Linked DNA regions of Mus musculus: all the other regions are linked to region 1. The links are chromatin contacts, called in public promoter capture Hi-C maps. All regions are on one chromosome and are shown on one strand. Each heading gives the region's core, a stretch centred on a gene start, on an enhancer-like site or on the middle of the called end of the contact. The rest is flanking DNA. Distances are from core to core; before and after follow the strand shown.

Evidence for each region. Promoter capture Hi-C pulls out the DNA fragments that hold promoters and counts their contacts.
Region 2: a contact with region 1 is called in a promoter capture Hi-C map of the HPC-7 cell line, with 4 times the contacts expected there. The contact joins the promoter of Nlrc4 here to the promoter of E330032C10Rik in region 1.
Region 3: a contact with region 1 is called in a promoter capture Hi-C map of pre-B cells, with 4 times the contacts expected there. The contact joins the promoter of Birc6 here to the promoter of E330032C10Rik in region 1. A contact is called at or near these places in 2 of 39 promoter capture datasets (the 3T3-L1 cell line and pre-B cells).
Region 4: a contact with region 1 is called in a promoter capture Hi-C map of the HPC-7 cell line, with 5 times the contacts expected there. The contact joins the promoter of Memo1 here to the promoter of E330032C10Rik in region 1. A contact is called at or near these places in 4 of 39 promoter capture datasets (the 3T3-L1 cell line, the C10 cell line, the HPC-7 cell line and 1 more) and 1 of 115 datasets of contacts at active chromatin or transcription factors (pro-B cells).
Region 5: a contact with region 1 is called in a promoter capture Hi-C map of pre-B cells, with 2.8 times the contacts expected there. The contact joins the promoter of Yipf4 here to the promoter of E330032C10Rik in region 1.

What each region holds. Positions count from the first base shown.
Region 1 is chr17:73,249,727-73,252,426 of GRCm38.p6, forward strand. It overlaps E330032C10Rik (RIKEN cDNA E330032C10 gene), which reads left to right and starts at 1,260. Exons shown (of 4, transcript NR_167655.1): 1 at 1,260-2,700.
Region 2 is chr17:74,457,816-74,460,515 of GRCm38.p6, forward strand. Nlrc4 (NLR family, CARD domain containing 4) reads right to left here and starts at 1,293. Exons shown (of 9, transcript NM_001033367.3): 1 at 1,191-1,293.
Region 3 is chr17:74,526,897-74,529,596 of GRCm38.p6, forward strand. Birc6 (baculoviral IAP repeat-containing 6) reads left to right here and starts at 1,399. Exons shown (of 73, transcript NM_007566.3): 1 at 1,399-1,905. The coding sequence starts at 1,572. Gm31645 (a long non-coding RNA gene) reads right to left here and starts at 1,304. Exons shown (of 3, transcript XR_385765.4): 1 at 737-1,304.
Region 4 is chr17:74,293,536-74,296,235 of GRCm38.p6, forward strand. It overlaps Memo1 (mediator of cell motility 1), which reads right to left and starts at 1,328. Exons shown (of 9, transcript NM_133771.2): 1 at 1,157-1,328. The coding sequence starts at 1,217.
Region 5 is chr17:74,488,230-74,490,929 of GRCm38.p6, forward strand. It overlaps Yipf4 (Yip1 domain family, member 4), which reads left to right and starts at 1,264. Exons shown (of 6, transcript NM_026417.4): 1 at 1,264-1,565. The coding sequence starts at 1,487.

The DNA.
Region 1 (2,700 bases), core at 10-2,509:
ACCATCAGAATTGAAACTTGGGCCTCTGGCTCCTTGTGTATAAAGTGAGCATTTGGCCTTGGAGGTTCTAGAAGCAATAGGTAATGTGCAAGTTGACTTTACTTGTGAATAGTTTGAGCTTTACTAGATGTGGGGCGTAGGCATACAACAGGAGGAAGCTGGCATGCTGAGGTCTTGGCCCTTCGCACCCTTATGTTCACTCCGTTCAGAAACAGAAACAAACAAGCACAAACCCAAAAGAACAAAAAACCCCAAACCACTGACTATGGTGTGCCACCTTCCAGGGTATAAAGCTAGCTGGACAGAGGTGGAGACAGTAAATCAGGGGTAGAACCCAGTGCCAAGGCTTGACAAACCCTGATGCCAAAGCTTGTGTGTAGGCAGGGCTGATGGCCCTGTGTCCCCAGCCGCTGAGCACAAGCCATCAACTCAGACACCACAAGGCGGCTATCTCCTCACTGCCCAGAGTATCGTGGACAGCACCATTTCCAGAAAACACCCTCAAGCGACAGATGAGCATTCGAGTCTCCTGTGGCCAGTCATGGCTCTCTTTACTGACAACCAGGGCATTGATGCATCTTTCACTGACATTTTGTCCCAGGGGTTGGCCGGAGAGAGAATCTATTTTTCGTCTCCTTCATTCTGCAAGACTGAAATTACCACAGGAAGTGCCTTTCCTGAGCAGTCATTGTCAGGGACTGGAGGGTAGACTCGGTCCCCCTGGTCAGCTCCTATTGGGTACAGGTGATGAGCCAGGGATAGCAGTGGGCGATTGCTGATGGTTATGGTGCTTTTAATATGTTTGGCCCAGGGAATGACACTGTTAGGAGGTGTCGCTTTGTTGGAGAAAGAGTGTCACTGTGGGGGTGGGCTTTGAGAGAACTTTCTCCTAGCTTCCTGGAAGTCAGTCTTCTGTTATCTGCCTTCAGATGAAGATGTAGAACTCTCAGTTCCTCTTCAACCATGCCTGCCTGGATGCTGTCATGTTGCTGCCTTGAAGTCTCTTCACAGCAGTGGAAACCCTAACTAAGACCATGGTGAACAGAGGCAAATGAGGGGTTGGCTCTGCTGCCAGGAGACAGCACTGACTAACCCCCCAACCAGGCTTTGAGGAAACACAAGCTCATTGTGAATAGGAAAGGAGCTTGAAAAGAGCTGAGAAGGCCCTCCCTCTGGCCCCTCCCCTGCCTGGAGATGACTTCATTCTTTCCCAGGTTGTCTAAGCCCCCTCTATCAGCCACCTGGGGGAAGCCTCCTGAGGGCTTACTTAGCAGAGCCACCAGGATGAAGAGGCTGCTGTGGAAACTGGCCGAAGACCAAGGACAGGCTGTGTGGGAGGAAACTTGGGTAATCATCAGGATATTGGGTTCTGTGTGGTGATTATCTTCTCAAAGTTTTAATAGTATTTCAACAAAGACTGTCCGTTTCCCTTTTCCACTGAGCCTCGTGGTTTATAAAATGTCTGTGGGGGCTGCTATGGGAGACCTGGGAAAGCCTCATCTGGAATTGAGAGCCTAAGCTCCTCTGTACTATATGGCCATCACTTGGGATGTTTAGAAAACAGAGTCTACCCCACCCAGGCTCCGCCCAGGTTCCCCCAGGCTCCGCCCACGCCCTGCCCACACTCCACATAATTCTTACTCATCAGGTGGGAGAATAGAGGAGTGTTTCCCCAGCTTGTGGCTGGCTGGCCTTTGAGAAGTCCTGCGGGGCCGTGGCTCCTCTGCTCCAGGCCTGTCCTGGGTGCAGCCCTGCAGTATCACAAGACCCGAGGGCAGAGACTGGATCTGATTTCTCTGTGAGATAGGATAGTGCCCTAGACACACCATCCCCTCTACCTCATTCAGGCTAAAAATAAAAAACAAAAGACAAAGGAACAAACCAGCCCCCATATAAGATCTTGTTTTATCATTAGCTTCTCATGCCAGGGGCTAAGATACCTCTGGACTGACCAACACAAACCAGTTCTTTCTAACCACAGTGGGATGGATGCAGGAGAGCAGCTATGTCTCCTGGTTGAAAGGAATCTGCTGTCCCCTGATCTCTGGGGACAGCTTGACAATGACACTTTTATTACAGCCCCATTCAAAGCAGATTAGCTATTTTACATGCCTGATGCCTTAAAAAGATGTATAAACGAGTCAAATTCATTTTCGATAGCCTCATTTTTCTGATGTGTGAAGAGCGTTGCCTGCCCGTGTGTTCCGGGAAGTCCTCCTGTGTTTACTGGTGTGTCAGGTCAGGGATGAGCCTGCTTTCCCGGCACTGAGCCAAGCCTGAGATGGGAACAGGCTCTTGAGGCCACATGGGGCTCTGTGGGGGCGAGGCAATTGATGGAGACCTCCTCATCTGCTAGCAGCTTCTAGAGGAGAAGGATGTGGGGGTGGAGAAGTGCAGCTCTGTCTTCAAAAACCACTAGCAAAAATACTCTATAAAAGAAAATAAAAACATAGAATAGTCTTTTTTTTTTTTTTCATGGTCAGAGACCTGTTTATACTATCTAAAAAGTTGTTCAGGACCTCAAATAGTTACAGATTACGTGCGATCAGTACCTACTGCAACAAATGTTTTAAGTACTTATATAATCTCTATTATGTGTTAATATAAATATTCCATTTTGTGGAGATAGCTATTTTCTGAAGCAAACAAAAGCTGAGTATGGGACATAGAACAGTTTTACTCTGTGTGTGTATGTGTGTG
Region 2 (2,700 bases), core at 43-2,542, 1.2 Mb after region 1:
CTTGACCTACGTCTCGTGTGTCACTCCCACAACTAGGGGGAAAGAACTCATATAATTGGCTACAGAAAGGCAGCATGTGTAAATTTTTTTCACATTGGTTGATTGGTGTGTGTGTGTGGGTGGGTGGGTGGGTGGGTGGGTAGGGGTGCTCGAGAGTGCCACGGCATTTGTGTAGAGATTAGAGAAAAACTAGCAAAAGTCAGTTCTCTCCTGGAATAATCTGTGTCCCAGGGATCAAACTCTGGTCAACAGGCTCGGCGACAAGTGCCCCTTCCCCCTGAGCATCTCCCCTGCCTCTGGATTATGCTTCCTTTGCTGAACTGTTAGCACTCACATCTGCTCCAAGCCTGGGACTATAGCGATGATTAACCAGGAAGACGGATGGAACAGAGGCCACCAGTCCCTGTGATTCATCTATCATTCCAGTATAAAAATGTCCTGATCTAGAATCTTCTTAGATCTCCTTTGGACACCCGCAGCTCACTGAATACTCTTAGTGCTATGTAAATAGTGTATGAAAATTGTCTATAGGCACAAGTGGGAGTAATGGGAGACTGGAAGAATAAAAGAGGTTAAGGGAAGTTAGGAGAGCCTGATTCCACCCCGGCAACGGGGTTATTAAGATGCTCTGAGATAAAGAATGGACACACCTTATCTGTTATCACACAACTCAAGTCTGTAAAGCACTTCCTAGACACACTGGGGCTGGAAACACCTCAGCACACAACGCAGGTCTGTAACACACTTTCTATAAGCATTCTTCCTATCCCCAAGAGGGACTTGCTTAACTTTTCTGTCCAAGTTCAAGTATCTTGTCAGAGGCTCAGGACACTGGACGGACCAAGCAGTCTCTCTCTCCCTCAGCTCTGGGTTTCCTTCCTGTGAGGCCAAAAAGCATTTTCTAAGTCTTTTTGTCTCCATAGTAAATACAAAGGCGTTCTCTAGGGCTCCAAATCCTTAACACCAACTCAGAAAAACGCAGCTAAACTCCAACAGACCAACCAGGCTAACCACCCGCCCCCAACACTGCCTACCCTCAAACCAAGTTTCCCTGCAGGCAAATCAGCCCAATGGGCAAACCATCCACTGCAGGACAACCTCACAGACACAGGCTTCAGTGGACCTAAATTCTAATTTCAGGATCTGACTCTAAAACTGATTTAAAAACCTATTCCCTCTCCCCGAGGTACCTGGCCAAGCAATCCAGTTGCCTTCGAAGGAAAAGTCGTCTTAAAAGTAATTTTCTTTCTTTCTTAATCCAAACTTCTTTGTCCATGAGAGACAACTGTAGAAAAAAGGAAGTGCCTGGTGGGTTCTTCTCTTGCTTAAGAACCATAATAATCGGGGTATTTACATAATTACGTAGCAAGAAAAAGGAGTGACTGAGTAGCCAGGAAGTAGGGACTTTGAACTTAGGCACTCTTTGCTTCCTGGTTATTCATGTGGTAAAGAGTTAACAACTGGGGCTGGAAGATGGCTCAGCCTTTAAGAGCACTGACTGCTCTTCCAGAGGTCCTGAGTTCAATTCCCAGTAACCACATGGTGTCTCACATCCATCTGTAATGGTATCTGATGCCCTCTTCTGGTGTGTCTGAAGACAGCAACAGTGTACTCATATACATTAAAAAAAAAATGAATAAATAAATCTTTAAAAGGTATGTTGCATTTAAAAAAAAAAAAAAAGAGTTAACAACTGTTTATTTCTCCAAGCAAAGGGAATGAGAAAGCTTTGAATGACAAGGCCCAGGAAGACAGGGTACTCAAAGTTCAAAAGCAGCAACTGTTCCATGAAGGTTGTGTGTGTGCGTGTGCGTGTGTGCGTGTGTGTGTGTGTGTGTGTGTGTGTGTGTGTGTTATTCTGTTTTGTTTTGTTTTGGGACAGACTCTTTTTACGTACCCTTGGCTACCCTGGTACTCCCAGTATAGATCAGGCTACCTTGAACCCCACAGAGACCCACCTGACTCTGCCTCCTGAGTGCTTAGATTAAAGGCACATCACTACTTAGTTTCAGGAAGCTTTTATATTAACAGGACAACAACAACAAAAAAGTCATCAATCAACATAATTTCAAATACATTGGTGGAAACATTGGGTAGGCAGGTTGTAGCAAAGAAAAGAAAGCCTTGGTAAAGACTCCAGATCTGAGGCCATCTTGAGCCATCTGGGTTGTTATGAGCTGGTACCCAGCTTTGTTAATAAATCCCACAGGTTTTTGCCCGATAGGTCAGACACAGAAGTGGATAATAAAGAAGTTCAAAGGGGCTGGAGAGATGGCTCAGTGGTTAAGAGCACTGACTGCTCTGCTAGAGGTCCTGAGTTCAATTCCCAGTAACCATATGGTGGCTCACAACCATCTGTAATGAGATCCGATGCTCTCTTCTAGTGTGTCTCTGAAGGCAGCTGCAGTGTACTCATGTAAATAAAAATCTTTAAAAAAAAAGTTCTAATCAGTTGATCAGCTTCTGTCTGGACTCTTAATTCTGGTATTTTAGACACTCAGTATGGTTTTTGCATGTCTTGTCTTATCTTGGACTTCTGATCCTCCTGCCTCTGCCTTCTAAGAAGATTGTGGGCATGAGCCACTATGCCTCACTCGGTTTTTTCATAATGAATGGGGATTAAGAGGTGGACAGAGAAAAGATGGAAAGTGAAATGTTCTGGTTTGGTTGGTTCAAGCATACTGTCACTGAGGACAGAGG
Region 3 (2,700 bases), core at 149-2,648, 1.3 Mb after region 1:
CAGCCTCCAAGTGCTGGGATGAAAGGCGTGGGCCACCATCACCAGGCACCAAACAATTTTTTATTGCCTCAAGTTTTTTTTTTTTGGAAAGGATCTTGTTAAATAGCGCAGGCTTGCCCAGAATTCTTAGCATTACTGTTTCAGACTGGGATTCTAGGTATGCGAGACCACACCCAGGCACCGCTACACTGTAACTACAAGTGACTGACTGACAAGTAACTGTTTCAACATAAAGTTTAAGAAAGATGTTCTTTCAAATCTAACGAAGGAGGATACTCCACTGTTACAGCAAATCTCTCCAACCCAATTATGCTCTGGCAATGAAAACACGACACAATTAGTATGAATACATGCTGTGCGCCTAGATTGGGCAGATCTACAACCACTACACTACCATCTTCCACATCTATGAGACCACTTAGAACTTGCGTTTTCTCCAGGCCATGTTCTTCTGTTCTGCTTTTCTTCTTCCTCCTCCTCTGCCTTCTCTGTCTCAAACCTCCTTCCTTTCTTTCCACTCCACTTTCCCTTTCTCTGCCCAATCATCAGCTTTCCTTTATTTTACAAATTAAGGTGGGAAGGTTTACAAGAAATCACCTAAGTGCTGACTCATTCCTTGTTCACAACTCCTCACAGGAGAACAGAATTGACATCAAATATAATTAGCCCCAGGGCAATCCACAACACCCCACCAAAAATCATGTAAATCCTTTGCAATGAGCTACACTAGGCTGACCTGTAATGTGTCCAGCACCTCATTAATGAGCATGTCTGTTTATTAAAAGATTTGGAACTATCGCTTCTCAGTCTTCTAAGATCAAGTGTAAAAAAAATCTGAAACTAGGGCAGGCGTCGTAAAAAAAAAATCAGGTTCAGTTCCAATGAAGAGGCTTGTCAGAGTGTGCAATGATAGAGGCCTACTTCCGGATCTCGCCTCCACCCCGCAACGCCCTCCTCCTCTGCCCCGTGCTGGGAACCGCTGGGAATCAGCCGCCCTGGCCACGAAGGGGCCTCTGGGCGTACCAGACAAGTCGCGCGGGCTCGGGTTTGCCTAGCGGAAATGCACAGGGCCCAGCACCACCCTCCCTGCCACGCGCAGGGCGGAACTCCCGCCGATACCACTCCCGGGGCTCGAAGGAAGAAACTGGGACGTTGAGGACGCAGGGCTGGCTGGAGCAGCAGCGCGTGGCACGCGCCTAGTCCTACCACGCATGCTCCGCGCTTGAAAAAAAAAAGTTTCAGCCCCGCCCCCTTCTTCTTCTGAGGCCCGCCTACCGGGCCCTGGGAGCTCTTCTGCGCATGCTTACTAGGCCAGGTCCCGCCCCTGCCCCGCCTTTTCTGTGCCTTCGGAAGTTCCTTATTAGCTTCCCTCTGCTCTGGCTAGATCGGCACTCCCGCGCATGCTCCACCCCCTGGGCTCCGGCCCCTCCTTTGGTGCGGCCCTCTCTCCCCTCCCCCGCCAGCCTGCGAGCTCGCTTGGCCTGGCCGGCCTGGCGGGCGACGTTCCCTGTGCGTGCAGGCGCTTGACTTCACTTCCGGCTAACGCGCTCCGCTTTGCCCCCTGGCCCCGGATGGTGACTGGCTGTGGTGCTGCACCTCCCGGGACTGTCACTGAGCGGCTTCCCAGTGTGATTGTGCTGAGCGCAGGCCGGAAGATGGCGGCTGCGGCTGCGGAGGCCTCGGGCCCGAGCTGCTCCTCCGCGGCGGCGGCGGCAGGGGCGGGGGCGGCCGGGGTCTCCGAGTGGCTGGTGCTGCGGGATGGCTGCATGCGCTGCGACGCCGACGGGCTGCACAGCCTCTCCTACCACCCGGCGCTTAACGCCATCCTGGCCGTCACCAGCCGCGGGACCATCAAAGTCATCGACGGCACGTCCGGGGCCACCCTTCAGGCCTCGGCGCTCAGCGGTGAGCGCGGCACGCCGGGCGGGGGCTGGGCTGGGCCGGCCGCGGGCGGAGACGGGTTGTGGGGATGCTGGTGGAGGAAGCCTCCCAGCCTCCGGGATCGGGATCGGCCTCGGAGGGACAGCGTGGAGCGGGAGGGTCGGAGAGGCCCGGAAGCTACGGCCGAGGACCTTCGGACTCGGAAAGCAGCAGCTTTTGGGGACGGGAACTCGGTTTGGCGGGGTGCGCTGCGAGTTGCTTTTCGGGCCTTTTGCATCTGAACCGGCCTGGTCCTGTGGGAGAGATGTGGAGGCCTTGGAGGTCGGTGCTGGTGAGGACCGGGCCCTCGCTGGCCTCTTGGACGAGATTTTGGGCTAGCTCCGGGCTGGACCAGAGGGAAGGGCTGGCAGTCTTGGCGGTGGCGGGAGAGATGGGTGGCCGGAGGCAAGGGGCGGGAAGCGTCCAAGCCGGCTGTCTTGCCCTCTTTTCCCGGCGAGTAGCGGCCCGCCGGTTGTCGTCTGGTCCTGTAGGTGCGGGGACCTCCGAGGGTTGCGCTTTCGCACAGGGGGCGGGCTGGAGTGGGCACTGGGATGGGGAGGTCAGTAGGAGAGGGAAGGCCAGCTGCCTGAACTGTGCTTGCTGGACTATGGGACTCGCAGAGTGCAAAAAAAAAAAAAAAAAAAAAAAAGAAAAAAAAAAGGTTAGTATCGGTCCTCTAGCTCTGAGTGCTCCCTCCTTCCAGTGTCAAGAAGCCTAGGCCCCTTGTAATTAGGTGGAACTTCAAGCCCTTTCAACTTGTTTTAGCATAGAGAGCTAGAG
Region 4 (2,700 bases), core at 78-2,577, 1.0 Mb after region 1:
GACATTCTCAGGTAGTGAGAACTGATTAAAAGTCTATGAAGTACTTCAGGACCATAAAATGTCATACTTATCTAACGCAAAAACTACAGCCACCTGTTAGCAGTAGTTCCAAACCCAACCATGTCATTCTTTTGTGTCTTAGCAGGGCAAATCCGCTGTGGACCAACAAGATGCATGTACTTCTGCAGCTGGTTGAACAATCTCAGGGAAAAAAAAAAAACTGCCTTCCAGATTTTCCGTTTTCCCAAAAGAATCATGTCACTATCCAACCCTAGTACTTGCAAAGGGAAATATGGTTAGGGCCAGTTGCTGAGAAGCACAGATGGCCTAGAGACCAACAGGAATCACGGAGGAACTTTTCTTTGTTACCAAAGCAGAAATGTGACCCCTGAAAATAATCTCAGAAAACAATCCTTGTGAAGAGAGTTGTACTGGAGGGAAACGGCCCTACCCTTTCTCACCCAAAGAACTACACATGGTTTTTTGAAGACAGTGCAGACAAAATTCTCTCAAAACGTAAGCTAAACTAGGCAGGTCGTCCAGCCCCGGCTCGGTGCTGAACACAGGATACCAAAGAGGTTGCTCAGGAAAAGTGCTGATGCCATCTCCAGCTGCCCCTAAATGACAGTAACAATGCAAACACTGACAAAAGACCTTGGAGGCCACCCAGAGCCCCTGCCTGGCAGCAGCTCTGCCCGAATCTCCACGTACAAAGCGACAAATCCCCCCGAGAGGCCCAGGTCTGACAGATCTTCCAAGCGAGAGAGACCAAGAGTAGCAACACGAGAGATAGGGTAGAAAAAGTACTGCCTGTCACTCCTTCCAGGGGCGCTGGGTGCCCCAAGGGTGGGAGCAAAAACTGCGGTCCCCTCGGCCAGCCTCTGGCAACGAGGACCGCGCCAACTCGTCCTTCCCCACCGCAGAGGCCGTCCGCGGAGCCGCGGAGCCCGCGCTCGCCCTGGCCGGGGCCGGCCGGCAACTCCTCGCCCAACTCCGCGGGCGCCAGGCCGCCTGCCCGAGCGCCGGGTGGGGGAGGCGGCGCGGCCCGGCCCCGATCCCTCGGCACGCGGTCAGCGCCCTCCGCCCGCCGCCCGAGTCCCCGCCCGCCGGGCCCCGGCTGCCCAGCTCGACCACCCCGGCGGCCTGGCGCCCTTACCTGAGGCGGTGTACCAGCTCCCGGCGTGGCTGGCTTCCCGGCAGACCACTCGGTTGGACATCTTGGTGCCTGTGCCGCCTATGGTGCACGAGGATGAATGAGGAGGCGGCGGCGGCGGCGGCTCCGCGAGGGGACGAGACGCCGCGGGCCCAGCCCAGGAGGAGGCGGCCGCGGGGAGGGGACCAGCCCGGCCCAGGAGGAGGAGGAGGAGGAGGAGGAAGAGGAGGAGATGGCAGCCAGGGCGGAGGGCGGCAACAATCACCACAAACTCCGCCGGCCGCCGGAAGATGGGGCCCACGGCGGCTTTACCCTAGCCGCGCGGCCGCGGAGTCGCCGCCGCCGCCGCCGCCCCTACCCCTGCCCGAGCTGCTTCCGCGAGCCGCCCCCCGGCCACGCCGCGCGCGGCCTGCCGAGCCTCCCGCTGACCCCACCCCCGTGACTCCGCGCCCTTCCCCACCGCCCCGCCCCGCCCCGCCCCCACCACCGAGGCCTCCCTCCCGCCGCGCGCCCGCCGGCCCCGCCCCGCCCCGCGCCTCCGCCCGCCGTGCCGCGCGCTCAACGGCGGAAGCGGGACCGGCCCCGCGCCATCCCGGGTCGGGAGGCCGCGAGCCGGAGGGCGGCGGCGATCGGTGCCACCTCCCCCCCAACACACACACACACAGCCCGGGGCCGGGGCCTGAACCCGGGAAAGGCAGAGCCTGGGGAGCCCACGCGTCCTTACTCGCCGCTCTACCGGGGCCGGCCCACTGAGCATGCCCAGCGCCGCGGCCGGGCCCGCCGAGGAGGCTCAGCGTGCACGCTCCGCTCTCCGGGGTTTAGCGCCAGCAGAGGCTGGGGGCAGGGCGCGGGGCGCAGGACGCAGCCGCGAGGCGGGGTGAGCCCCTTCCCCCCCCCCCCCCCCCAGCCGCCTGGCTTGTCCCCGTGCGCCGCTGGCTCAGCACACACAACACACACGCGATCGCTGCCTGCCGAGTCCCGTCGGGGTTCCCCCTTCCCCGGCGTCCTTGGTGGGGTTCCCACCCTCGGGGTATCGCCCAGGAATGCAAGTCTGGGGCCACGCCGCGAAGTTTCGCTGGCAGAGACATCGCGCTGCGAGGCGTACTGGGATGGGAGAATATGGGGGGGTGGAGGACCGACCCTGTCAAAATGTAACCTTCGCTTCCCAGGCTCGCCCCTTACGACCTAATGTCTTCGACACAGTTAAATTTACTAATTGTATTTTAGGTATAACTGCAATGTGGCAAAGATTGTCTCAGTTATTTCCTACTGTGTTAAATGGGGGTGACGTTCGTGAGGGAGGGGTACCAAGGATTATGAGTTAATGCGTATGAGGAACCAGACGGGGTAAGGAATACTACAAATGTCACCCTTCACTTATAAAATCCCAGTATTCCACGTAAGTATTCCACGCAGCAAAAGAATTCCTTTACCAGTTGGGTAGAATCACAAAGGAAGTGGTTTGTTTGGCTTTGAAGTGCTGGATTCCAAAACCCAGGAAGTGTAACAGTTCCCCAACTCCCAGAAAGTATTTGGGAAAGAAATCA
Region 5 (2,700 bases), core at 14-2,513, 1.2 Mb after region 1:
AAATAAATTGAATTTGGCCGCTGGTGATGACATGGCTGCTGTCGCTGTTAACAAAGCTGGGCTAGGGGAGTACCAGGCTAAGGAATGTGGGTGGCACTCGGTTTACCAACATACACACATATACAGAAGTTTAGAAAAATGAAAAGCAAAATTTAAGATTATAAACATAGACGAGTAACTAGGAAGTTGGTTTAGAGGTTAAGAGCTCTTGCTCTCTTGTAGAGACTTGAGTTTGGGTTCCCAGAACCCGCATTGGGTGTCTGCAGGAACCGCAGTTCTGAAGGATCTGAAGCCCTCTTGTGCCTTCTGCAGGCATCTGCACACACACATACCCTCAAGCACACACGCATAGCCTTTAAAAATAAAAACCGGGCTGGAGAGATGGCTCAGTGGTTAAGAGCACCGAATACTCTTTCAGAGGTCCTGAGTTCAATTCCCAGCAATCACATGGTGGCTCACAACCATCTGTCACGGGATCCAATGCCCTCTTCCTGTGTGTCTGAAGAGAGCAATGGTGGTGTACTCTTGTATAAAATAAATAAATTAATCTTAAAGAAATAATAAAAACGTAGGTGAATTTGCAAACTTTGGGTAGTTTATTAGGGAACAGATGAAATCAGCAGCAGGCAAAAAGCAAGGGCTTCTTTGCCCTAATTTATCCTTTCTGGACTGCTGCCTTCTTCATAAATTAATTTGGCCAGAGTACTTAAACCGTAGGTGGAAATTTACAGCTTTACAATGACCATTCTCCGGCCTCTTAATTTTGTTGATAAGGAGACTAAGCTTTGTCACGACACATAATTTCGTAAACATCCTATATAATTAATATATAGAATTATTGTGGCAGAATCTTGTGGTCGGAAATGAGGGGTTGAAGTCCTAAAACTTAAGTAGTTTGTGTGTGTGTTGTGTGTGTGTGTGTGTGTTGTTTTTTTTTTTTTCCTTTGAAAAAAAAAGGGCCTCACTTTTTTGCCAATGCTGCCTCGGCCTCTCTAGGAGTTCCGGGAATTACAAGCGTGAGCCATCAAACGACTAAGCTCTCAAATTGTGTTAAACAACAACGAAGAAGATATGTTTATAAAAACTCAAACAGGGAAAAAGGTAGACAGAATTATTTAAGTAAACAGCTGATGAGGGCGGAACAGAGATTTCAGAGGCCACTTCCGGTGTTGGAGTGGTTTCCGGAATCAACACAGAAACAGCCAATCAGAATCTTCTCGCGGGAGCCAATAGTCGAGCAGATTACAAACAGCCAATCCCGGCGGCGCTGTCACTGTTATGGTCCTGTCAGGGCCCCGGCGTCGTGGTGCTTGGGTGCTCGCCACCGGCTGGCCTCGGGTGCGACCTGGTCGGCAGCCAGAGGCTGCGCTTAGCTCGCGCGTCCCCTCCCTCGGCCGAGCCCGCGCCTCCTGGCTCGCAGGCCGCCCCTTAGCAGGTCGTCCCGGAGCCCCGGGCCCAGCCGCTCGTCAGCACCGAGGCCGGCGGGATGCAGCCTCCGGGCCCGCCCCCGGCCTATGCGCCTGCCAACGGGGACTTCACCTTTGTGTCTTCGGCGGACGCGGAAGGTGAGGCCGAGGCTGACCTCCGGGGCTCCGGGGCGGGGGGTTGGCAGAGCTGGGGGACTCCGCCCCTGTGCTCCCTGGGCCTTCCCGGAGGCCTCTGGGGACGAGGCAGGGTGCGGGGCGCCGGCGCTGCGGGCTGGGGTCCCCGGGTGTCCTGGTTCACCAGGGAACCCGCCGATCTGGTGGAAGGAGTTCTTTCTGAACTCCGCTCCGCAGTTACTCAAAAGAGTGAGGGATCTAAGGGAGAACAAAGTGGGGCTGTGTGGCTCTGCTATTAATAGGAAAACCTTCCCGACTGAGGTGACTTTTGGCAGGTTATGGAAAACTTACTTGAAAGGAGACGTGCTTTTATTTATTTATTTTTAATTGAACTTGATTTCTTGCCCAGATCCCTGGGTCCACACAGTTTGTAGTGTTTGGTCCCAGTGTTCAAAAAACTGTATTCAGGAGCATTTGAAACTTGAGGAATTCAACTTAGTGTTCCCAACAGTGTCTATAGACTTGGCTTGTACTGTTTGGAGCAAGCGACTGTGCTTGCTTAAAACAAAACAAACAACAACAAAAACAGGGAGAAAAAAAAAAAACAAAAAACGTTTCTACTGTGGGAAATTTCCCCCACCCCTCATTAGTTCAACTCCTTGTAACCTGGTTTTGGATTTTGCTTTTATTTAATCTTATTTACTTACCAGGGACCAGATTTTTGACTGCCCAATATGAAAAAACAAGTTGATTTCGATATAGACATGGAAATACCTGGTGATGAACCCCTTCGACCCCAGCACTTGAAAAGCAGAGGCAGAGAGATACCTGAATTAAAGGCCAGCTTAGACTACACAGTTATCAAGTTCTCTGCCTGCCGGGGTTACATACTGAAACCCTGTCTCAACAAAGTAGAAAAGAAATTTCAGTTTAAAGATGAACGTGAGTTTTCTCAGAAATCTGATTTCTTTCTTTCTTTTTTTTTTTTTTTGTCTTTTCGAGACAGGGTTTCTCTGTGTAGCCCTGGCTGTCCTGGAACTCACTTTGTAGACCAGGCTGGCCTCGAACTCAGAGATCCACCTGCCTCTGCCTCCCGAGTGCTGGGATCAAAGGCGTGCGCCACCATGCCCGGCTAGAAATCTGATTTCTATAAATATGA